Linked DNA regions of Mus musculus: region 1 is linked to region 2. A link is a contact called in public HiCAR-type data. All regions are on one chromosome and are shown on one strand. The core of a region is the stretch at or near the end of the contact, and the rest is flanking DNA. Distances in the headings are between cores, read along the strand shown. Region 1 holds the start of B3gat2 (beta-1,3-glucuronyltransferase 2 (glucuronosyltransferase S)). Region 2 holds the start of Mcm3 (minichromosome maintenance complex component 3).

Evidence for each region. HiCAR-type assays count read pairs that join an accessible place to other places.
Region 1: a contact with region 2 is called in a HiCAR-type map of astrocytes, with 5 times the contacts expected there. The contact joins the promoter of B3gat2 here to the promoter of Mcm3 in region 2. A contact is called at or near these places in 1 of 39 promoter capture datasets (pre-B cells) and 1 of 115 datasets of contacts at active chromatin or transcription factors (astrocytes).

Annotation. Positions count from the first base shown.
Region 1 is chr1:23,760,318-23,763,453 of GRCm38.p6, reverse strand. B3gat2 (beta-1,3-glucuronyltransferase 2 (glucuronosyltransferase S)) reads right to left here and starts at 1,528. Exons shown (of 4, transcript NM_172124.2): 1 at 226-1,528. The coding sequence starts at 819.
Region 2 is chr1:20,818,059-20,821,633 of GRCm38.p6, reverse strand. Mcm3 (minichromosome maintenance complex component 3) reads left to right here and starts at 1,322. Exons shown (of 17, transcript NM_008563.3): 1 at 1,322-1,503. The coding sequence starts at 1,426. It also overlaps the pseudogene Gm20587.

The DNA of each region.
Region 1 (3,136 bases), core at 279-2,778, 2.9 Mb before region 2:
CCCACCAACACCCCTTCTCCACCCACCGCAGCCAGCCGAAGAGGCTGTGGACTGCCCATCTTCAGCTGCTCCACGCCGAGTGCGGGATGCGTGCTCGAAGGGACTGAGAACTCAAAAGTGTACAGGAAGCACAAAGGGCATGCAGACCTTCGGGGCCCAACCGCCCCTTGTCCCCCCTCCCCCCCACACACACCCTACACCCCACCATCGGCGCTGGACCACTACCTCCTGGAAGAGCTCCAGACTGTACGTGTTGTCATCGTCGGCGAAGAAGAGCACGCCGGGTTGCGCGCTCTGATGCTGATGCCTCTGGCGCAGCCAGGCGAGGCCCGCGTTGCGCTGTTCGGTGGCGCGCGGCAGCCACGGTCGCTTGTAGCGCCGCGGCGTGGGCACATGCAGGTGCGTGTTGGGCAGGCCGGCCCGAGCTAGGAAGCTGCTCACCAGCTCGCTGCGCGTCGCCCGGTCCTCCACCAGGATCCAGTGCAACTGCGCCACCTGGCGGAAGGTGTTGGCCAGGCGAGTGAGCTCGGCTTTCTGCACCGGGCGACTGTAGGTGGGTGTGATGGCATAGATGGTGGGCAAGCGCGGCTCCGGCTGCAGCTGAGGCCGAGACTCGTTCCGCTTCTCGGCAGCGTCACGCCCGGGGCTACTCCGTCGGAGCGGGACTCGGGAGCCCCCGCAGCCCACTGCATGGGGAGAGAAGTAGGGACGGGAAGTGAGTTGGGGCGCGGGCCTGCGGGGGTCCACGTCCAACATGATGATGACAATCAGGATCCAGGGCAGGAGGATGAAGAAGCGGCTGCACAGCGCGGACTTCATGGTGCGCGCTCCCCAGCGTCTCGGACACCACCCCCTGCAAGGACTAGGCTCCGGGTAGGGGACCTCTGTGTGCAGTTAGGACAGCGGCAGCGTCTGCAATCAGGGAGAAGCCGCAAGCGCGCTCCCCTTCCGGACTGGGGCGTTGCGGGGACCTGGGCGTTGTGGGGTCGGCGCAGATGCAGGGCAAGCTAGAACTCCAGGGGGTGCAGGAGGACCGGCTAGGGTCTTGGGTCACTCTGGATGAAGTCGGCGGGAATCTGGACACGGTCCAGCCGCACTCCGCAGGTCCCGGAGTTGTGCCGAGTGCAAGCCAGGCGGCGGTCCCCGCTGCGCTCTTTTCCCGAGTGCGAGCCTGGAACGTACCAGGCGTTGTACCTTGCCGCTCCTGTCCCGCGTCGCTGAGGGCTAAGAGGATCCAGCTGCTGGCCTGGGCGAGCGTTCCGGGACCCCTTTGAAGGCGGTTGCCGGGAATGCTGAGGGCTTTCCTCCGTCACATGTCGGCCGGTGCAGCTGCGATCCCGGGTGGACACCGAGGATGCTGCGTCCCTAAGCTCCCGTTCGAGCGCCGCGGCAGAAACCTGTGCCGCTCTCTCCTTCTCGGAACCTCTCCCGGCTCCAGACAGCAAGATCCCAAAGCAGGGAAAGAAAGAAAAAGCGAGGGGGCGGGGGCGCTGCAGACTCGGGCGTCCTCCTAGTGCTCCGGTGGGAAGATAGCAGCGCTGCTACTGGCGGAGAGGGGCTGCGGGGCGGAGGCGGGAAGGGCCAAGGCTCTCTGCGGGGTCTGAGCCCGGTGGCACCAGGCGCTGCCTGCGGGCAGAGGCAGGGGGAGGGAGGAGGATCTCTGCTGGGTTGCGCGACCTCTGCCTGGGGTGTGTGTGTGTGTGTGTGTGTGTGTGTGTGTGTGTGTGTGTGGAGGTGGTGGGTGCTGTTTTCAGATCGCCCCAGGGTTCAGCTCACTGAACTGCTGCAGGGTCTTTGGAGATCAGCCAAGGAAACCCATTCACGTGTGACAAGTCCGGAGTCCTAAAGAGGGCAGAAGGAGAAAGAGGGAGGGGACAAAGCGGTCCTTCCCTGGCTTGAGGGTTGGTGTACAGAACCTCAGCAAAGAGAACCACTTTCTCTTGAAAGGCAGAAATCAATAGAATCCCACAGAGATGGAGGGGGTGCCGCACATAGGTGTCTGGCATGTGTGCCAGCCCATTCCAAGGAATCAATCGCAACTGCTCGGCCACAGTTGGATCTGTGGGGGACATTTTGACAACTCCGGCTGAGTATGTGTAACTTGCTTTTGTTCATGTTGGAGCCTTCCCAGTTTGCAGGCACAGGAATTATCCCCCAGGACCATCCCTGTAATCCTTTCAAGGAGGCTTTGGAGGTGGAATCACCTTCATTTTCTGGATGAAGGAGCAGAAGATGGAGACTTAAGGGAATTTCCTGAGGTCAGTGGTAACTGACTTAGTGGAAATAGAACGTGGGCGTCCTGGATAGAACCCACTGCCTCTTCACTGCACATCATCAGCACAGCCTGGCTGTGAGTGACCGGTCTTCCTAGGTGATGCCATCAGATCAAGTGGGTCAGAGGATGGCAAGCGGAAATACCTGGAAGACCCTCTCATATATAGAGAATCTATTAGCCGAACGAACCCCAGGCTGTTCTCATTCCAAGCACATTCCAGGGAGTCTGAGGAAAGCACCCCCACCCCCAATGAATCATTTCTGATTCCGTTTTCCTCCGCAACCCGACTTTCTCTGTCGCATGAAAATCCTTTTGACTATGTTCCTGAGGAACAAGCAGCACGCTGGGGCAGATCCTCCACCTTCACGTGGCTGTGTCCTGCATCTTGGGTTCGGTGTCTGGCACTGCGCACCTGTGAATTTTCACAACTACTCTCTTATGTTGTGGGGTAGTCACTAGAGAAGACTGCTCCGACTTGGGTTGAAGCAAATATATAAAGCATTTATTAGCCAGCCGGTGACTACATTGGGTGTTTGAATCCCAAGGTAGCGCTGAGGCTTTCTCAGGGTGAGCGTTTAAGCAAACAACAACAACAACAACACCAAAAAACAAAAAAATAAAACAAAACAAAAAACCAAACCTAAACAACAAAAGCCACGTTCTGGGTTGACATACTTCAGTTAACAAGAACAGTGCGTCAGAATCGGAACTACAAAAGGTAAAAAGCAAGGTTAGTGCATTTTGAGACTTCCCGTGACTATATGGACTTTGATGGATTGGGCCTTTGTTTCCGTTTTGGCAGGTGGTACGGTCTACATGCTGAGCTTTATACCCTGAACGGTGCTTCCGCCGAGGCAGTTG
Region 2 (3,575 bases), core at 73-2,572:
CTCCTCAGCCAGCAGGATCACCACGGTGGTGCCATCACTAGTGTCAGTGTCTTCGGATCCGGCAATGTCCACTAAAGTCTTTGCTGCAGGATGTCCACCATCGAGGAGTTTCAGAAGTAGAAATTGTTGTTTTGCCTTGGCCATCCACAATAAGTTGCCATGAGGACCCAGGGTGGTCTTATAGCCCCAGCAATCACTTGGCAAACACAGACAATGTTACTCACGAGCTGTTACTCATGAGTTGAGGAATGCCTTGAGAGCTATCAGTCCCCTCTTTCAACAGGATAACATGGTGGGCATCATCTTGGAAGCGGCATCCGGTACCCATAACTCATCTGTTCTCCACTTCAGGGTCGCCCACTCCAAGTGTTTTCTTTGGGCTGGAGACAGAAAAAAAGGAAGTACTTTGTATACTTTGCAATGCCTTGATTTTGACTGTTTCTGCATGCTGCTTTCCAGGCAGCCTCTTAGCAATTATTTCACCTTGTAAATCAGCCTTGGCCCATTAGTGCCTAAGGCAGAAAGCCAACAGATAGCAAGCAAAGCAAGCATGTGAACAGCAGTGGAACCCTTAGATATACTAACTATGCTTTTTTTTTTTTTAACAATCTGATTTTCTGCTTATCTATCTCATGACCTTGTGAAAGTGGGGAGAAATACGAATTATATATCTCTGTGTCTTCAAGGTTACAGATCAAGATACAGCAAATCAAGGCTGTGTTAAAGGCAATAGCATGATTCCGTGAATAAAATTTGTCTTTACACCATTTCTAACTTGCTCTTGGAATACTAGTGATGGCTTACTGGAGAATTTTGAATTCAGATTCCTCATTTTGTATAGGAGGAAATGAAGGCTAGAAGACAAAGTGTGTTAGAATCAATAATATGGAGGCTAAAGAGATGGGTCAGTGGGTATCCTGTTCGTCTTTCAAAAATACAAGGTGGAGAAAGATTGAGGAAGACACCGGATATCAACCTTTGGCCTTCATTTGTACCTGTGCATATGGGGTGCAAACTTAGACCTCCCCCCTCAGTAAATCCTAACTTCCGATTTGACAAAACTTCCTACAGGCAAAGAAAAAAAAAAAAGAAAAGAAAAACAGGGGGTGAGGTGGGAAGGACCACAACTCCCAGAATGCAGTGCTTCCTAGCCTTCCTGTTGCTCAATTTCCAGGGGGTGGGTTTTGAGCGTCCTCTCTGTACCATTGGTCAGACTTCCTATTAGGGCGGAGAAAGTGACCATTTCTCTCCAATCCAGGCACGGAATGAAAGGCTATTGAAGTGGTTAGCCAATCATAACGCGTCTCTGCTCCATGCTTCCTCCACCATAAACTTCCGTGGCGGGAAAACTTGGGAAGTTTTGGCGCCAAGGCGGTGTCACGCGTTTCCGGACTGTTTGGTGGCCGGCGATTTCGGAGCTGCGACATGGCGGGCACAGTAGTGCTGGATGATGTGGAGCTGCGGGAAGCGCAGAGAGACTACTTGGACTTCCTGGATGACGAGGTGAGGCTCGGGCCGCGAGCCCGGTGCTGGGGTCCCGCGGGTGACCGGGCACGGCTGAGGGGGTTCCCGCGGGTGACCGGGCACGGCTGATGGGGTTCCCGCGGGTGACCGGGCACGGCTGATGTGGTCCCCGCGGGTGACTGGGCACGGTGCTGGGGTCCCGCGGGTGACCGGGCACGGCTGAGGGGGTTCCCGCGGGTGACCGGGCACGGTGCTGGGGACCCCGCGGAGGACCAGGGCCGCTGATAACTTCTTTTCTCTGCAACTTCCTGTTATCTTTTTTTCTCTCCTAAAGATGTACCTCCAGATTTTAAAAGTTACATTCTTTTCATGTATTAGTTTCGTTATGAAATTTCATAAACACATAATGTATTTTGGTCATATTTCTTTCTTATCACTCCCTCTTATAATTACTGCTACTGATCCCCATAGCCTACTTGACATGGTACCCAGGCCTTGTGCTTGCCGTCTTCCTCTGAGCAGCCTATTTTTCTTGAAACCTCTTACATTAGGATATGTTAACTATACATACGGGTTACATTATGAAACTTCATAAGCACATAATGTATTTTGATCATTTTCATTTTCTCATTATCTCCTCTTGTCATTTTCTTGCTCCTGTATATCTTCATGAGTTACTAGGGTTTTCTCCAAAGTAATTTAGTTTGTCTCTAAATTCATGTGTTCCCCCCAAACCCCACACAACTTGCAAGGAGACTGGTCAGGTGTAAACAGGCTCTTCTTTGGAAAAGCTAATGTAACTGGCTCAGAGCCCTCAGATTTAATGACTGGCCTGATGCTGGTGAGGGTAGGAGCGAGACTAACAATTTATGACAGCTCTCTTTTTAGTGAATCAAGTGTTTTGTATGCAGGTAAAATGGGTTTAAGTGTAATCCAAAATTTAAAGCTATAGGATGTTGATGAGCCCTGGAAGTTTGTTGATCAATGAAAAGCAATTTAAATTTGAATTTTAAGAGTATTTAAATTACATTTCAAATATACATCATGATTTTGAAATATGTCTACAGTCAGGTGTGCTAACATCCAGATTTTAAAGTTAAATTTTCATATTGCAAGTTTTTTTGTTTGTTTTTACTAAGTCTTTAAGACTTAGGCCATTCTAATTCCCAATTAAAATGTAAGCATATAGGAGAACTGTTAATGATCATGATAGTATGTGATAGGGCATGCTGGACAGGAGGAAAGGGTTGTCTGCAGCTGTCTACTTCCTGGGCACCGTTGAGACATATATCAACATGCTGGCATCCTCATGTGTAAGTGACATAGTGGCTAGTGTCATCTTTGCTGGTGTAGGCTTTAAGTAGCTCCCAAGTCCCTGCTTAGGACTTTTGAATACCTTTATGCTGACCTCCCATGGTATAAATAGAACCCTCCCCCACCCCCACGATCAGTAACCCCTTTATAAATTGAATGCTCAGTGGTCCTTAATGCTCTATTGATAGAGACAGCAGGTGTGTTCTCCTTGTCCAGAAAGGCATACACCTGTTTTATAATGTAGGAAAGAACATTTTTCCGCTGAAAGACAGAAGTACGTTACACCAGAGGGCAAGAACACAGAACTGACCACCCAGCCTTTATGTAATATGTCCTTAAGTACCCCCAAGTTCTTGATGCAGTTGTAGACCCCACTGCTGAGCTTGCCTGCCTTCTGACCTTCTAATATTACTGGAATCCCTTAGATTCAGGACAGGCTTACTCTCACTCGACGATACCCCTTTCTACCAGTGTTTACAGCTTGTCACTGTGTACCCATCTGCTTGCTTGTTCTTTTGGCTGTTGCTCTTGAAGGAATCTTACTCTGTAGCCTAGCTTTGGACTCAGAGGTGATCCTCCTGCCTCCGATGCCTGAGTGCTGGAATTGTAGTTTAGCTCCATGCTCTACCTGAATTCAATTTTTCCTCTTTGTATCTCCTAGGCAGCTTTAGAGATCCAAGCTTGCTATGAATAAAACCAAGACCCTGTAGAAAGGGGACCCTCAGTTTCTTAGGTGACATTGACTTTATGATTCTTAGAGTCTCTTAATAGATTGTAGGTGAGGTCTGAGGCCAGCG